Regions from separate parts of the Sus scrofa genome. Here all the other regions are linked to region 1. A link is a contact called in public HiChIP or PLAC-seq data. All regions are on one chromosome and are shown on one strand. Each heading gives the region's core, a stretch centred on a gene start, on an enhancer-like site or on the middle of the called end of the contact. The rest is flanking DNA. Distances are from core to core; before and after follow the strand shown. Region 1 holds the start of UNK (RING finger protein unkempt homolog). Region 2 holds the start of MRPS7 (28S ribosomal protein S7, mitochondrial). Region 3 holds the start of RNF157 (RING finger protein 157). Region 4 holds the start of GRB2 (growth factor receptor bound protein 2). Region 5 holds the start of SRP68 (signal recognition particle subunit SRP68).

What was found. HiChIP or PLAC-seq counts read pairs in DNA pulled down with a chosen protein or histone mark.
Region 2: a contact with region 1 is called in an H3K27ac HiChIP or PLAC-seq map of alveolar macrophages. The contact joins the promoter of MRPS7 here to the promoter of UNK in region 1. A contact is called at or near these places in 1 of 5 promoter capture datasets (fetal liver) and 1 of 2 datasets of contacts at active chromatin or transcription factors (alveolar macrophages).
Region 3: an H3K27ac HiChIP or PLAC-seq map of alveolar macrophages shows a contact between it and region 1. The contact joins the promoter of RNF157 here to the promoter of UNK in region 1. A contact is called at or near these places in 1 of 5 promoter capture datasets (fetal liver), 3 of 47 Hi-C or Micro-C datasets (embryonic fibroblasts, liver and skeletal muscle) and 1 of 2 datasets of contacts at active chromatin or transcription factors (alveolar macrophages).
Region 4: a contact with region 1 is called in an H3K27ac HiChIP or PLAC-seq map of alveolar macrophages. The contact joins the promoter of GRB2 here to the promoter of UNK in region 1. A contact is called at or near these places in 3 of 47 Hi-C or Micro-C datasets (epiblast stem cells, heart right ventricle and liver) and 1 of 2 datasets of contacts at active chromatin or transcription factors (alveolar macrophages).
Region 5: an H3K27ac HiChIP or PLAC-seq map of alveolar macrophages shows a contact between it and region 1. The contact joins the promoter of SRP68 here to the promoter of UNK in region 1. A contact is called at or near these places in 1 of 5 promoter capture datasets (liver) and 1 of 2 datasets of contacts at active chromatin or transcription factors (alveolar macrophages).

The regions. Positions count from the first base shown.
Region 1 is chr12:5,626,839-5,629,797 of Sscrofa11.1, forward strand. UNK (RING finger protein unkempt homolog) reads right to left here and starts at 1,411. Exons shown (of 15, transcript XM_021066619.1): 1 at 1,207-1,411. The coding sequence starts at 1,310.
Region 2 is chr12:6,054,164-6,057,122 of Sscrofa11.1, forward strand. MRPS7 (28S ribosomal protein S7, mitochondrial) reads right to left here and starts at 1,506. Exons shown (of 5, transcript XM_003131206.5): 1 at 1,170-1,506; 2 at 463-654; 3 at 284-347. The coding sequence starts at 1,252. It overlaps GGA3 (ADP-ribosylation factor-binding protein GGA3), which reads left to right. Exons shown (of 18, transcript XM_021066652.1): 2 at 1-1,604. The coding sequence starts at 1,565.
Region 3 is chr12:5,224,530-5,227,488 of Sscrofa11.1, forward strand. It overlaps RNF157 (RING finger protein 157), which reads left to right and starts at 1,449. Exons shown (of 19, transcript XM_003357958.4): 1 at 1,449-1,697. The coding sequence starts at 1,610.
Region 4 is chr12:5,939,226-5,942,184 of Sscrofa11.1, forward strand. It overlaps GRB2 (growth factor receptor bound protein 2), which reads left to right and starts at 1,498. Exons shown (of 6, transcript NM_001137628.1): 1 at 1,498-1,628.
Region 5 is chr12:5,366,872-5,369,830 of Sscrofa11.1, forward strand. It overlaps SRP68 (signal recognition particle subunit SRP68), which reads left to right and starts at 1,483. Exons shown (of 16, transcript XM_005653867.3): 1 at 1,483-1,688. The coding sequence starts at 1,517.

The DNA of each region.
Region 1 (2,959 bases), core at 161-2,660:
GGATTGCAGAAAGAACTCCAGCACCAAACAAGGGCCACATTAGAAAAGTTACAGGTGGCATGAGTCAGACTGAAGTCAATAAAGTTTCAGATGATTTCAATCGATAGCAGAGAATCTCGCAAGGAAACCAATACACTTCCTTAAACCCTCTTTGCCTTATTCCAGAAGAGTTTCCCACTCACAGAGTCTGACTTCTGTGAGTGACGAACGAGAGCTCCCCTGTGGACTTCTAGTTCTTTCTATTCCAACACACGCTTCTTGCTCTGGGTCACCAGACAGCATTACTGTGTGCCCCTTAACGGTTGTTCAACTCCCACATTCCAAATCTCCGGCCAGATTGAGGTACACTTGGGGATCCTTCCAAACATGCACACATTTTGGCAGCCCAAGGAGATGCGAGGCAAAGAGCATCAGGGAAAATGGAAACCCAACATTCTGCTTAAAGGGAGGGTCTGCCTTCTTCACCTTTCTTTCTCATCAAGTACCTAGCACTAGGGAGTTGCTTGAAGTGCCCTGAAAGGAAATAAAAAGACGAAAGGGACCTACATTTAGACACAAGCAGATTCCCAGGAAGAGGTTTTCCATCTTACTGGACTCTTGCAGTGTCAGCATTTGGGGGTCCCTCTGAGGCCACAGCTGGGTTGGGCCTGAGAACATATTCGGACCCCATCACCTTCGGGATCCCTGACTTGGCCTGGGTCAAATGTTTTTAAGTAAATTCCAGCCAAAGTGGACAACACTTGGGCCTTAGGGACGCACAAGGCCTCCTGTGCACAGAACACAGGTCGCCTAACAGAACTTCACGCTAGTGGTCATTCATAGGCCGTTCTAGGGCTGGCCCCTTAGGAACGCATCCTGGTCGCGTCTTGGACTTCTTATCCCCCCCGAGAGTGCCTGGGACTGTGGTTTTATGGCCTGAGAACCAGTTAGGCCTCGAAGGCCAGGCCTGAGATGTGTGCACTCTGCGCCGCGAGCTCCCTCCTTCCCCACTTGCGGCGGGACTGGGTTTCCCGCCCCACAGCCCGACCAAAGGTTGGTGGCAGTTGGAGGCAGTTGGGACCGGCCCTAGCAGGTTGGAACCGGTCTGGGCCGGGACGGAGGAAAGGGGGGAGGGAGAGGCCGCCTCGCGCTCTCCCTGCGCGCGTGACTCACGCTGGCCGCTGACGTCAGGCGTGCGCGCGCGGCGGGGGGGGGGGCTCTACGTACGTGTAGTGCTGCGGTTTCTCGGGCTGTGCCTGCAGCACCTGAGCGGTAGCGGCCGGGGGCGCCGAGGAAGCTGCGGAGCCGCCGGGCCCGGGGCCCTTCGACATGGTCCTGTCTTCCTGCCTCTTCGCCGCTCCCCTTTTATTATTCAGTCTGCGCGGTCCGCGCCGAGGCACTAGTGCGCCTGCGCCGCGCCACGAGAACGTGAAGACCCCCCGCACGGCAGCGAGGGTTGCTGGGAGTTGTAGTCCTGGGTCAGGCTGGAATTTTACCGTCCGCCGAGGGTTGCTGCCAAAGGAACGGACCACAATACCCAGAGAGCCTTGCAGACGGTATCCCGGATGCTGAGGGCCCGAGACGGTTTCTGGGGATTGCAGTCTCGCCCTGTCTCTCCTTAACAGCCGGTTTCCCCGTTCGTGGGGGAACCTTTGCCTGAAACTGGAGCACCTGGAGTAGAAGAGGCCCAGAGCTAGGGAGGGCTTAACGACTGCAGTGAAACAGTTCCAAGTGTAATTCCACGGCCAACAGTGTAATAATTATCTCGCCTCCATACTTAGCAAAGCTTGGGCTCGGTTCTGATGCCGCCCTGAGCAATGGGCCTTTGAGCTTCAGGCACCTGGACTCTGCCAACATCCTCGCTCGTTCAGCGGGAACAAGCTGAAAATCATAAGGGAAAGTCGGCCTGCTGGAAGTCAGCGTGAGAAAGCTCTGCTAACGAAGAGCTACACAACCCAGTACTCTGTTCCTGCGCCTTTGCTCAGGCGCTCCATACACCTTTACGAGCTCTGAAACCTGGAACTCCACGGTTTCAGTCCTTTCTCAGCTCGACACTTGGCCTGACCAATTTGTTTCCAGTACGTTAAGGGCCAAGGACGAACTTAATCTCCATCTAGCATAGTCTCAGGTGCACTGGCAAGTTGCAGGGGGCTTCGAGAAGCATCACAGTGTCCAGAGGAAGGGCCTGGGTTTGAGTCAGGAGTGCGATTTATTATAATTTACCCTAGTTTCCTGCTCTGAATGCCAGCCTTTCTACTTGGGAAAATGTCTCCTCCCCGCTTCCCTCCAGTCAGATGAAGTTCTTCATAGATACTTGAAACTTACCATCTTAACTTTGTTTTCCTTATTTAATCTATTTAAAGACATTGTTTTAAAGACTGATTTGTATCTTATTAAGTAACATTAACTCATGCTAATCTCGTAAAAGAAACACATTCCCAGTAACCTTAGGGGCAAAGCAGGAAGGGGTGAATGTAAAAGTGTTAATATGCAGGACTGACACATGCCTATTTTATTTAGTTCCAAGTAACCACATCAGAAGCCAAATTGTCAGCCTACAAAGCTGAGAAACGAGTATTTCTTAAACAGGCCAAATCAATTGTTTCACCACTAGGGGCGTTTGAAGATGAAAAATTCCAAAAGGAGAAACAAGTTGAGGTGTATTGCTTTAATCCTATTAAATGCAGATAATTGGCTTATCTGTTATTCCCCCCACCCCACCCCACCCCGAATACCCAAGTGTGATTTGAATGGAGAAAGATAGTTCAGACGGCTGGATTTTAAATGTGTGTGTACCATGAACTTCAGAATAAGAGTGTACGGGTAGAATTGGGAGATGATATCATCCAAGCTGCTTAATTTACAGGAGAGGAAACCGAAACTCAGAGAGATTAAGTAACTTGCACCGAGTTTCTAAGTCTGTGACAGAACAGGAACTAGGACCGTAGCCAGATGCTGCATCCCATTCTGCATTGTTTGT
Region 2 (2,959 bases), core at 256-2,755, 430 kb after region 1:
TGTTGTTCTCTAACTGTGCAGCTCCTCCCTCCGCACTGCTGAAACCAGGATCTTCAGTGTCTCCCTCTTCCCTGGACCAGGAAAGAAAGAGTGGGCTAAGATTTGGGATATGGGGATGAGGAATGGTAGCTGTTGACTCCTGCAGGACTTCATTAAAGCCCCACTCCCACACATGCATACAGGGAAGTTAATTTCAACGACAGCTACAGAATCCGTTTTTTTTTCATGCTAAAACGAAAGAGCCAAGTACAAAGCTACGGGGAAAAGCAGAGGGACTGTTTACCTGTGTCATGAGGGATCTGGCCAGTACTTTGTTTCCTCCTTTCATCATCATGTTGGTGAATTTACTTCAAGGAGAAAAGCAACATGTTTAGCCTCTCAAGGCCGTGTCAGGGAATCCTTACTATAGACCCTCCCTGGTAAAGTCCCGGTCCTTGGAAAAAAACTTTGTTTCCTTCTAACCTGATCACCGGGTCTTCAAACACAGAACTTGTTTTGGTCGCGGGGGCGGCTTTGATAAGTTGCGTCTTCTTGAAATCCCGCTCATACTTCTCCTCCTCCGTCTGCTCCGCCAACGGCTTGCGGTAATATTCCTTGTCAATCTGGGGATCCTTGTATTCAGGACCATAGCGGCTCCACCTCACCTGGGTTAGCCTGGAGGCGGGGAAGAGGAAGAGGAGGGCAAAAGCTGACTCCACAAGTGAAATAGCTTGACTTAACAATAGGCAAGGGTGCCAATCCGCCGACGAGTGAGAGCGGCGCGGAGACCGCTAGCCAAAGGTGAACCCCGATAATTCTGGTTCCCGTCCCAAGCAGGAGGAGAACTTTCCCCCAAACAGGCCAGGAAGTGCCAACGGTAAGGACGGGCCTGAAACTCGGGATAGGCGCCCCGCCTATGCATCTCTCCCCCTCCCTTCCAACAAAGAAAATCCCAGCTCTGCGTTCTTTAACAGGATCGCACTTTCGGCGCTAAGTTAGAACCCCTCGAGCGGGCGGGAAGTCACTATGTCTTCAGACTGACCCAAAATCACCCTGCTGGTTAAAGAGCCATGGAGCCGGACATCCCAGCCCCCTGGTTCCCGCGCGGCCTGTCTACGGCCCCTCTTCCTTTCCAGCAGGTCTCTCCGTGAAGACCCAAACGGCCTCCCAGCTACAGGCTGCCCTCTCACCCTGGAAACCGGAGGACGGCAATCCGCACGCCCAAGGCCGAGCACGACCACCCTCGCGCAGCCTTCACCGCGGGGGCAGCCATCTTGGCTGGCCACGAGGACCCCACAGAGACTGCCCTCGGTGCGCCTGAGCTGGTGACAGAAGTCCGGGAAAGGCTGCACAGGCTCCTAAACCTGGGCTTCACCCTATGGGGGCCTTAAGAGTCTCTCACACCGGGGTCTAAGGTGAAGAGTCAAAAGGAAACATTCGCGCTCCCATTATTCGCCGCAGCCTGGCGCAACCCTCGGTGGCGGCGCTCTCTCTTCTCAGGGCCCTATGCAGGCCCCGCCCCAGCTCAGCTCTTGCAGGTTCTCGCGAGGTTTGAGGCCGCGGGGCCGGCCCGGGCGGCTGCAATATGGCGGAGGCGGAAGGGGAGAGCCTGGAGTCCTGGCTGAGTGAGTAGCCCCGGTCGCTTGTGCCTGCCCTCAAGCCGCCGAGCCGCCCCTCTCCACACCCTTCTGCCCCTTCCCCGGGCCCCGCGGTGGCGCTGCATGGCAGCTGCGGCAGGCATCGCCTGCTCTGGGAGCGTCTCGCGATCACGCCCCTTCCCCGTCAGGACGCCCGGGCTCCTGCACCCTGTGCTGCGGCGCCTGCTCCCGCTTCCGCGCGCCGCGGCGTGAGCTCGGGTCCGGTCCGGGCCTCCTGGGCTTCGAGAAAGCTACAGCCAAGTGCTTCGGGCTGACAGGCATCCGGCGCTTTGGGGCAGCTGTGGTGGGGACGCGCGCGGCTTTTGACTCTGGGAACCCCTGCGCCTTCCTGACCAAGGGAAAAGCTCCGGATTTGGGCTGAAGCTTCGGAAGCGGCGGTGCCGATGAGCAAGCATAGCTTCAGAATTGTGAACCTGTATTCGAGGAGAAGTGACCTCCTCGCGCAGGCTGAATGTTTGAAGTGAGAATCTAAAGTGAGAGAGAAAACAGGGCTTTACCTTTTTCCTGCAGTGACCAAAATATGGTGAAAGCTGTGTTCCCCACCCCCGCCCTGCATATCTTAAGGAGTCCTTCGTTGATAACCTATACTGAGCAAACCTGAGAGGCGCTGCCTGATGCTGTAATTATAGCGGCCTATTGCTATGATTGCTAATGCATATTGCTGTTAAAGAAATAACGGTTTAACTCTAGCAGGTAGTATTTGGCTCAAGGGTTAATATTATTTTATCTGTGGGTTAGAGGAGGCACCTGGAGGTCTCTTTCAGTGAAGACAAATTGAACAGGGTGATAAGGCAGCAGGCTAGATGCTTAGACAGTGCCTTGTGCGGAGATCTGTTATTTACTAGAGCCTCCAGGCTCTTGGAGGTGATGGCTCTTTCCTCCAATTGCCTGACTTTTCTTTTTTTCTTTTTGGCCGACCCGCGGCACATGGGGATCCCAGGCCAGGGATCAGATACGAGCCACAGCCAAGAGCCACAGCTGCGGCAACACCGGTTCCTTAACCCACTGTGCTGGGGATCCAACCGGTGTCCCACCGCTCCCAAGACACCACTGATGCCATTGTGCCAGAGCGGGAGCTCCTTGCCTGCCTTTACTTAATAAAACCCTGTTCAGGTGATTGAACTTAGGTTACATGAGCGAAATCTGCAGTTGCAGGGAGGTCACAAAGTCTTCGGTATATATGGAACTGTTCTCCAAGGAGCTAAGAGTGCTCCAAAGACATTCATTTAATTCATTTGTCAAGTATCCTAGCAAGCAGGTACTATCACAGTGTCACAAAAAGAGGACACCCTGACTCTAGTCAATTCACTTGCCCAGAGCCA
Region 3 (2,959 bases), core at 199-2,698, 400 kb before region 1:
CACCCAGGGTATATGGAAGTTCCCAAGCTAGGGGTTAAATCATAGCCACAGCTACAGCCACACCAGATCCGAGCCACATCTGCGACCTGTGCTGCAGCTTGGGGCAACACCAGATCCTTAACCCACTGAGCGAGGCCAGGGATTGAACCTGTATCCTGTGGATACTAGTTTTTACTACTGAACCACAATGGGAACTCCATGGGAGTTGGTATCTTTGCTACTAGGTATGAAGCTGAAAAGAGGGCAATGAAAAATATGAAAGGGAGTTTCCTTTGTGGCTCAGGGGGTTAAGGACCCATTGTTGCCGATGTGAGGATGCAGGTTTGACCCCTGGCCTCGCTCAGTGGGTTAAGGATCTAGAGTTGCCTTGGCCTTGGCATAGACCTCAGCTGCAGCTCCTATTTGACCCCTAGGCCGGGAACTCAAATATGCCACAGGTGCGGCTGTTAAAAACAAGAAAAACACAGAGAATCATCAGGAAAGATGCTCTATGGATGGCTTTAAAAGCTTAATCAAGGGACCTTGACTCCCCAAACTGTACTTGGAACCCCTTGCTGAAAGGTTGCTGAAACCACGTTCTTGAAATTGAAGTTTTCGCAGATCAGTTTACTCTCTCAGGAAAAAGCCCGCCAAAACAGAAATAGCATAAAGGGTTTAAAACACAAATGTCTGCAATTAGGTTTAGAATGAGGTCTTCTGCCTGCCCAGGTGTTCCACGGTTGGTGTGCTCTGGCCCCACTCCAGTTCCCCTGCATTAACGCCCTTCTTCCCAAAGTTTCCCAAAGGTGCGGTCCGAGGGGCCTTGTCTCCTTCTCCTCTTGGGCCGATGGTCTCCCAACTTCAGGGTTACAGGAGCTGCCCAAGGGACCCGTAAACAGAACAAGCATAGAGCTCGGCGCCTTGAAAGGAACTAGGTGAGAGGGATGGCGACGTTTTCCTGGAGGGTCACCGGCACTGACCAGTCTACCCGACCCCTGGGAGCCCCTGAGGGGCTGAGGCGCTCGGGGCGGGAACCCACCCCCACTGCCCGCCTGGGAGGCGGAGGGCGCCCCTCTGCGGGTTTGTGACCATCGGCTTTGGCACATGTCGAGGGACGGGGCTGGAGAGAGCCTCCGCCAGGCGGGGAAGCCGCGTGCGCCTTTCGGATGCTGGGGACCAGGGTGCGCGAACGCCCCTCGAGGAGGCGGCTCCCGCGAGGCCGCCGGAACCGCGCCAGCGGGCTCCGGGGGCGCCGCGTCCTCGGCCCCTCCAGCCCTCGCCGCGCGCCCGGCCGCCGCTCCGCCGCGTCCCGCCGCCCATTGGCTGGCGCCGCGCGGACCCTCCCGCCCCGCCCCGCCATTGGCCGTGGCCGCCGCGGTCCCCGCGCGCGAGCCGCCGCTGACATCACGCGGCCTGAGGCGGCGGCGGCGCCCCCGGCCCAGCCCGCAGCCCCCCTCGGCACAGGCGCCGCCGCGGGGCCCGGCGGAGGATGGTGCGCGGCGCGCCGGGGGCTCCCCGCCGCCAGAGCCGCAGCGCCGAGGCCGAGCGGGCCGCGGCGGGCAGCCGACCCCCGCAGCCGGCGCGGGGCAAGCGGCCGCGGTGAGGCGCGGGCGGCGCGGGCGCAGCGGCCATGGGGGCCCTGACCAGCCGGCAGCACGCGGGCGTCGAGGAGGTGGACATCCCGTCCAATTCCGTGTACCGCTACCCGCCCAAGTCCGGTGAGCGCGGCCCGGGGCTGGGAGGAGGTCGCGAGGCTCCCGCACCGGGACGCCGGGGGGCCGGCGGGCCCAGGGGCCGACGGCGCTGCAGTGCGATCTTGGAGGGTGGGATGTCTAGCAGGAGGCCTGGAGCGGTGCTTTAGGGCCCGGGGCGGTCGCGAGGGTGGGCAGCCCCTCCGCCGGGGGACGCGGGCGGCCCGGACGCAATGCGTCCTGTGACAGAGACGTGCGCTGGGGAGACTGCGGCTCCCGAGGGGCGGGGTGCCTCGTTGCAGGCCAGGTCCCCGCCGTCCGCAGCACGGAGTCCGCTCCTTCCCGCCCGGGTCCCCGTTCCCCTCGGGGGGCTGCGGGTTGGGGGAGGCGGGCTCGGCGTCCGAAGCAGGCACCTGTGCTGGGTGCTGGCACAGGTCAGCACATCCAGGCCTCCGGTGAGGGAGGGACAGGCGCAGGTTTGAATGAGGTTTCTCCAGGGAAAGCTGCCACTGCCTGCTGGAGGGTGGAGGCCGAAAATGCCTTTTCCGTGGTGCTGATGCTTTTCGAGAGGCTGTCGGAAGAACAAGGGTGTCGAACAGAAATATTGGGGGCTCTACGTAGCAGAGTCACTCGGGTTGTTACTTGGCTGGAGGAGTGACAAGCCTGCTTTTTGGAATGAGGATGGCTCTGGGACAGGGCACAGCTATTTAAAATGTAGAGAAGGATTCTCTTTGTTTTTAGAATCATTAAAGGGATAAATGTCTCAGCCTCTGGTTTGTAGCATAAATATTGGAGCTGGGGGAGGATTTTGACAGCACAAGAGGATCACATCAAGGACTTACTGTGTCGTACAGGGAACTTGACTCAGGATTTTGTAATAACCTTTAAGGGAAAAGATTCTGGAAAAAATATATATACATATATTATTAAACTATATGTATATCTATATTATATCTATATAAAATCGAACCACTGCTGTACACCTGAAACTAACACGATATTGTAAATCAATTATACTTCAATTTAAAAGTTAAAAACATTGAAGAATAACTAAAAACAAAAAAGAGAAGAAAAGAACTAGCCAATTCCGAACTGCTGGCACATGACCTAACTCTCTGCTCTTCATTTTTCATTGCTTTTCTCAAGACTCCTGGGGACTCATGGCTCCCATCTTCTCTTTGGCTTAGGACCCAAGGAGGATTTTCATGATCTTGGAGAGAGATCAGAACTGCAGCGGTAGAATAAAGACATGCTAATGAGAGGAGCTGGTTTCTCAGCGGTGTGTCCGG
Region 4 (2,959 bases), core at 248-2,747, 310 kb after region 1:
GCTTGACAAATACTTGGTGAAAGAATAATTCATACTCTTTATTTCAACGGGCTTGTTTTCTTCAGGGAATCATGTTTTGTTTTGTTTGTCTTTTTGGCCTTTCTAGGGCCCAGGCTAGGGGTCCAATCAGAGCTGTAGCTGCCGGCCTACGCCAGAACCACAGCAATGCGGGATCTGAGCCGCGTCTGCGACCTACACCACAGCTCACGACAACGCCAGATCCCCAACCCACTGAGCAAGGCCAGGGATCGAACCCGCAGCCTCATGGTTCCTAGTCAGATTCATTCACCACTGTGCCAGGACAGGAACTCCCACGTTTCTTAATTTTTATATCTTGCTCTTTTGGTGGCTTCCGGAATTCACATCACCGTCAGATGCTCTGTTCTCTCCTTTGATTGGGACTGAAAAATAAGAGTTACTCCTCCAAGCCTCATCTTCTGCCACTACCAGGTAACTCACCCCGCCTCATACAGGAATCAAACTACTTCGCGTTGCAGGGAACACGATGCCCACGCCTCCGTTCCCTCGTACGTGCGTGCTGTTCCCTTTGCCTGGAATGCCCTTGCAATGGCTTCTCTGGCAAACTCCTACTCATCCTCCAAGACAGCTCAGATAACGCCACAGCGTTCTCCGAGAACGCTTTTCTGAGATGGGAGGAGCGGCGACCCCTCGCCTCTCCTCAGCCTTCTCCAAATAATTCTGACCGTACTTATGGTATTATTTGTTCTTTCCCTCCTATAGATCTTGAATTCGTTTCTGTGCAGAAAGGGCCCGGATTTCTGTTCTTAGTTGGACCCTCTATACTTGACACAGTGCTTAGAATGTACTAGGCACTTGGTTCAATCGATGAGCGAACGAATATGTTCATTCACCTAACGCAGCAGAGTTTGTTTGGACCAGATTCTCAAATATTTCCAGACCTGATCCTCTATTTGGCTTGCTTCACGTGGGAGGGAGATTCCCCCCCAACCCCGCCAAACTGGGTTGGTGGAAGGGGAAAACGAAGTGATTAGGGTGTGCATAAAAGTCCTTTCTTGGCTGGGGGAAAAATGTAATTGTAATGTATACATGTAAGGATAACCTGACCCCCTTGCTGTACAGTGGAGAAATAAAAAAAAAATAAGTTGATATCGGCCATCAAAAGTAATATGACAATTGAATCATGCAAATGTGGGGCATAAAAAAAAAAAAGTCCTTTCTTTCGGAGGTGAGTTGTAATTGACCCGCTCTGGCACCGAAAGGGTTACGGCGACCCAGGGGTGGAGCCCTGTCGGTGCCACCTGCTGCGGGGCGGCCTGGCGCCTGCGCTCTGGCCTGTAGCTGATCTACCTGCGGGGGGCCTGGCGGAGGAGGAGCGCTTGCGCTCTGGGCCTTTTCCGCCGGGGGAAGTCTCGCGGGGGCGGGGCGGGGCGGGGCCGCACAGGGAAGTTCTCGCGGGACCCCGACCAGGAGCGGAAGCGAGGCGGCTGTGCTGCTTCAGCTACCGGACCGCGGCGGCGACGACGAAGACTGTGGCGGTGACGGCGGCGAGAATAGGCGCTGCCCTCGGGGAGCAGCAGAGGGGTCTGCGGCCGCTCGCACCGCTGCAGAGGGGCCGGCCGGGCGTGGAGCGGAGCAGCTGCGCCACGGTGAGTGTGGCTGGCGGCGACGGCGCTGCTCGCGTGCTGCTTCCTCCCCGCTTCGTCGCGGGAGTCGGCCCCGGGGGACCGGGCCCAGGGTACCGTGGGCTGCCGGGCCTGGGGGTCGGGAGTGCGAGGCTCCGGGCGGGGAGCGGAGCGCCCGGGCTCCGGGCTCCATGTTTCCCCTTTTGGGGCGCTTCCTTCCCGGGGACCGTCCTCTCAGTACCCTTGGCTTGGAACAGAGCCCTGGACGAGAGGCTGGGGGCTCCTGATTTAATTTTATGCTTTCTTCGTGAAGGTTTGCACAGGGGGGACCCGGAGAAGCCCGAGAACACAGGGTAATCATTCTGTGAGTCAGTGTGACTTGGCCCGGGAGGCGGGGGATTCGAGGCGGGTTGCAAATATGGTGATTGATGCTCCTTCGACCTATACGGCCACCACGTCACCAACTCCTGGTGTTTGGGGGCCGAATTTTGGGAGGAAACCCACCAACCCTATTAATACTGTGAGCGAGGACGTTTGTTACCGGAGCCAGTAGAAATACCTTTACTTTTATTGCGCTTTTTTTTTTTTTTTGACTGCTTCCCTAAAAACATTTGTTAAGAAAAGTAAGCAGCAGTTAATCGGAATGCTCCGAAGAAAGATTTCCGTGATCGAGGGCAGAGAATCGCTGGCACTTTTCATTTGCAGCTCTCTCTGTGTATAGGATTGTAAAGCCATGCTAGTTAACAGCTTATTTAGGGAGTTCACCTAGGCTGGCTTCAGATGCAGCAAAAGTATACTTTGCAGAAGAGCCGAAGTGCCCTCGCGGGTTCTGTCTTTTGCTACTCTTGAGTCTCAGAAGAGGGTGGAAAAGAAAGGCGCACTAGAGAAATTCGCTTTAGTCTTCTGGGCTTTCTAGTCCCTCTGTTCACTTTGCACTCCACAGTTGCTGCCTTTCTAAACTTCTCCCTTGTCTTCTGCGGCCACGAAATGCTTACTCCGTATAATGCAAGTCACTTGCCCCCTCCCCCCTTTTAGTCTAATCTACTTCCCCTTCCTCCTTATTGTCCCTTTTGGCATAATTTTTTGAGGTTTCTGCTCTTTCGCCCGTTCGTTTTTCTCCCTCATTTAAAGATTCCGTTTCTCTCCCGGAAAGATGATGCCCTCTTCCCTGCTTTATCCTTTGCTGTGAAGCGTCCACTGTGTTTCTTCAGTCAGCCAGAAGGGTTGCTAGAGAGCTGTGCGAGACTTAAGGTCTCCCCCTGGGAGCTGGGAGGCTCAAAGGATTGAGTTCAGCCGTAACCAATACTGCACTAATACTGCACTAGATCACAAGTGTAGCTTGCTGGTGTTTTTGT
Region 5 (2,959 bases), core at 233-2,732, 260 kb before region 1:
TTTCTTTGGCCATGCCCAGGGCATGTGGAATTTCCTAGGCCGGGGATCTAACCCTTGGCACAGCAGCAACCTGAGCCACTGCAGGGACAAATCCAGGTCCTTAGCCTGCTGAATGCAAGGGAACTCCATGGCTTTTCTCATTTAGTATAATGTTTTAGAGATTCACCACATGCAGCATGTATTAGTACTTTACTCCTTTCTTTTTTTTTTTTTTTTTTTTTTTGTCTTTTTGTCTTTTGTTGTTGCTATTTCTTGGGCCGCTCCTGCGGCATATGGAGGTTCCCAGGCTAGGGGTTGAATCTGAGCTGTAGCCACCGGCCTACGCCAGAGCCACAGCAACGCGGGATCCGAGCCGCGTCTGCAACCTACACCACAGCTCACGGCAACGCCGGATCGTTAACCCACTGAGCAAGGGCAGGGACCGAACCCGCAACCTCATGGTTCCTAGTCGGATTCGTTAACCACTGCACCACGACGGGAACTCCCCTTTACTCCTTTCTATGGCCAAGTAAGATTCCATTGTATGACGTGCCATTCTATTTATCCCTACATTTGTTGATGGACATTTATTTATTTATTTTTGTCTTTTTAGGGCCGCACCCGTGGCACATGGAGGTTCCCAGGCTAGGGCCTACACCACAGCCACAGCTAGGCTAGATCTGAGCTGTGTCTGTGAACTATACCACAGCTCATGGCAACGGCGCATCCTTAACCCACTGAGCAAGGCCAGGGATCAAACTGGCAACAACTATTCTACTTCCTATGAATTTAACTACATTATAGATACCTCACATAAATAGAATATTACCCTTTTTTGTAACCGGCTTAGTTAGCACAATATTTTCAAGCTTCAAACGTGTTGTAGCACGTGTAGAATTTCCTTCCTTTTTAAGGCTGAATTAGTATTCCATTGTACAGATAGAAGACATTTTGTTTATCCCTTGAGTGTCACTGGGTTGCTTCCAGGGAAGGGTACAGCTCCCCATTTGCTTGAGAAAGCTCCTGCATTGTGGTCAGCTCCAGAGGAAGGCGCAGACAGAGGCGGTTCCCTCTCGGGAGGAGTACTGAGGAGTAGTTAGTGCGGAAGGGTGGGAACCCCATCTCCCAAGTGCCCGGGGAGGGAGACACTCCAGAAATCAAATGTCTTAGCCAACTGCCTTCCTTTGTGCGCAGAACGGGAGCCGGATCCCCCATGCAGGGATGTAGGAATTGGGAGGCCATCCCTCGGTCCTCCCTCCACCCTTGGTGGACGGGAAATGGGATGGTCACCAGAAGACGTCAGAAGCTACGGCCTGCCTGCGCCTCCGGACCCAGCAGCCTAGCCCGCCGCCAATGGAGCATGGGAATCGGAGCCCATGCGCAGGCGCACTCCAACAAGTGGCCGCTGCCTGAGGGCAGGACGGGCGGCGGCGGAGTCCGCCGCTATCCCATCAGCCCGTCCGCGCCTGTCCCGCTCTCTCCTTCCCGGGTCGTCCCGCCTCCTCTATCCCAGCCTGCTCTGCGGCGCGGGGGCAAGATGGCTGCTGAGAAACAGGTTCCTGGAGGCGGAGGCGGCAGCAGCGGCGGCGGCGGTGGTGGCAGTAGCGGTGGTGGACGCGGTGCCGGAGGAGAGGAAAATAAGGAAAATGAACGGCCTTCAGCCGGGTCGAAGGCAAACAAAGAATTCGGGGATAGCCTGAGTTTGGAGAGTATCCTACAGTAATTGGGCCTAACTCGTAATGACTACGTGTCGTTCTGGCGGGTCGGGGGCGGGAGATGCGGCGGGTCCCGGCGCACCCTGGGCAGGAGAGGCCGAGGGCTGTAGTTACTCTCGCCCCTATTTTTTTGACACCTAGGGTTCTAGGGTCTGTGTTTCGACTGGCTTTTTCTCGCATCTCCTTTGCCTTCTAGTCTGGGGAATTTCCTCTTCTTTCAGGTGGCACTGGAATCTTGAGCAGTTTTCTGCAGTTTTCCTGCAGTTGTCCAGGTGGAGGACTGGTGACAGGGCTGACACTGTGGCCACCCTGGTGAACTACTGGCTTGGCACCTTGGGTCACTGCGCTGGGCAGAGGAAACTGCAGTCTTGGCCTTTTTGTCTTAATGCTTCTGTCTGACAACCGTCGGAGAGTGGATAATGAAAGTTACAGTTTGATGCTCTGGAAGTGGAAGCAAAGGCTGACTGTTCTGAGGAAAAGCGTATTGCCCATTTTGAATATAAATCATCGTAGATTTCTAGCAGTACTTGGATAGCTTTCTTGATAGGTCTGTAGGCGTTTTATCTTGGTGAGAGTCATTGAGATGAGCTGGAGGAATTGGTTTCTGGTTTTATCAGAGTGTGTCACAATTAAGTGCTTATGCGTCTGATTTGTGGCTTTTTGAAGTGGATAAATGGTTAAGAAATTGTAGGTGAATTTCTGAAATTACACATATGGCTTGACATCTTTTGGGGAATTGGAGTTTTGCTTTTTGAACTGGTAGTATATACTTCAGTTAGAATGCCTTGATTTTGCTGCAAACCTTCTATCTCCTTGTCACATCAGTGACTGAAAATAGTCCTTTTATTGTTCAGTACTTGAAAATACACCTATAGAGAAGCATCGAGGAGACTTTGAAATGAAACTAAAATTGTAGGCAAAGGTCATTGGATTTCCTAAGTTTGGGACATAAAGTAATTTCAGATTTTTTAAAAGGAAAGTTTGGTCAGGGCTTTTTCTTTTAAAAGGAAAATCTAGTATTCAATGCATACCGTGGCCTCCTTTGGTTGGCCTGTGCTCAGCATGGCCACAGGCAGTGTCGCAGCTGCTAAGGAAAGTCAGATTTGGCAGGTGTGGGACATTATGCAAATAGAGGTATAGTCCGTGTCATTTATAACCTGAATCAGCTTGAATGAGTAAAATCCTGGGTCCAGGTGTAAAACATTGGGAACCACCCCGATGCAGTCAGTATTTAGAATCCAGCAACTATTAAGTTGTTGGGTTTC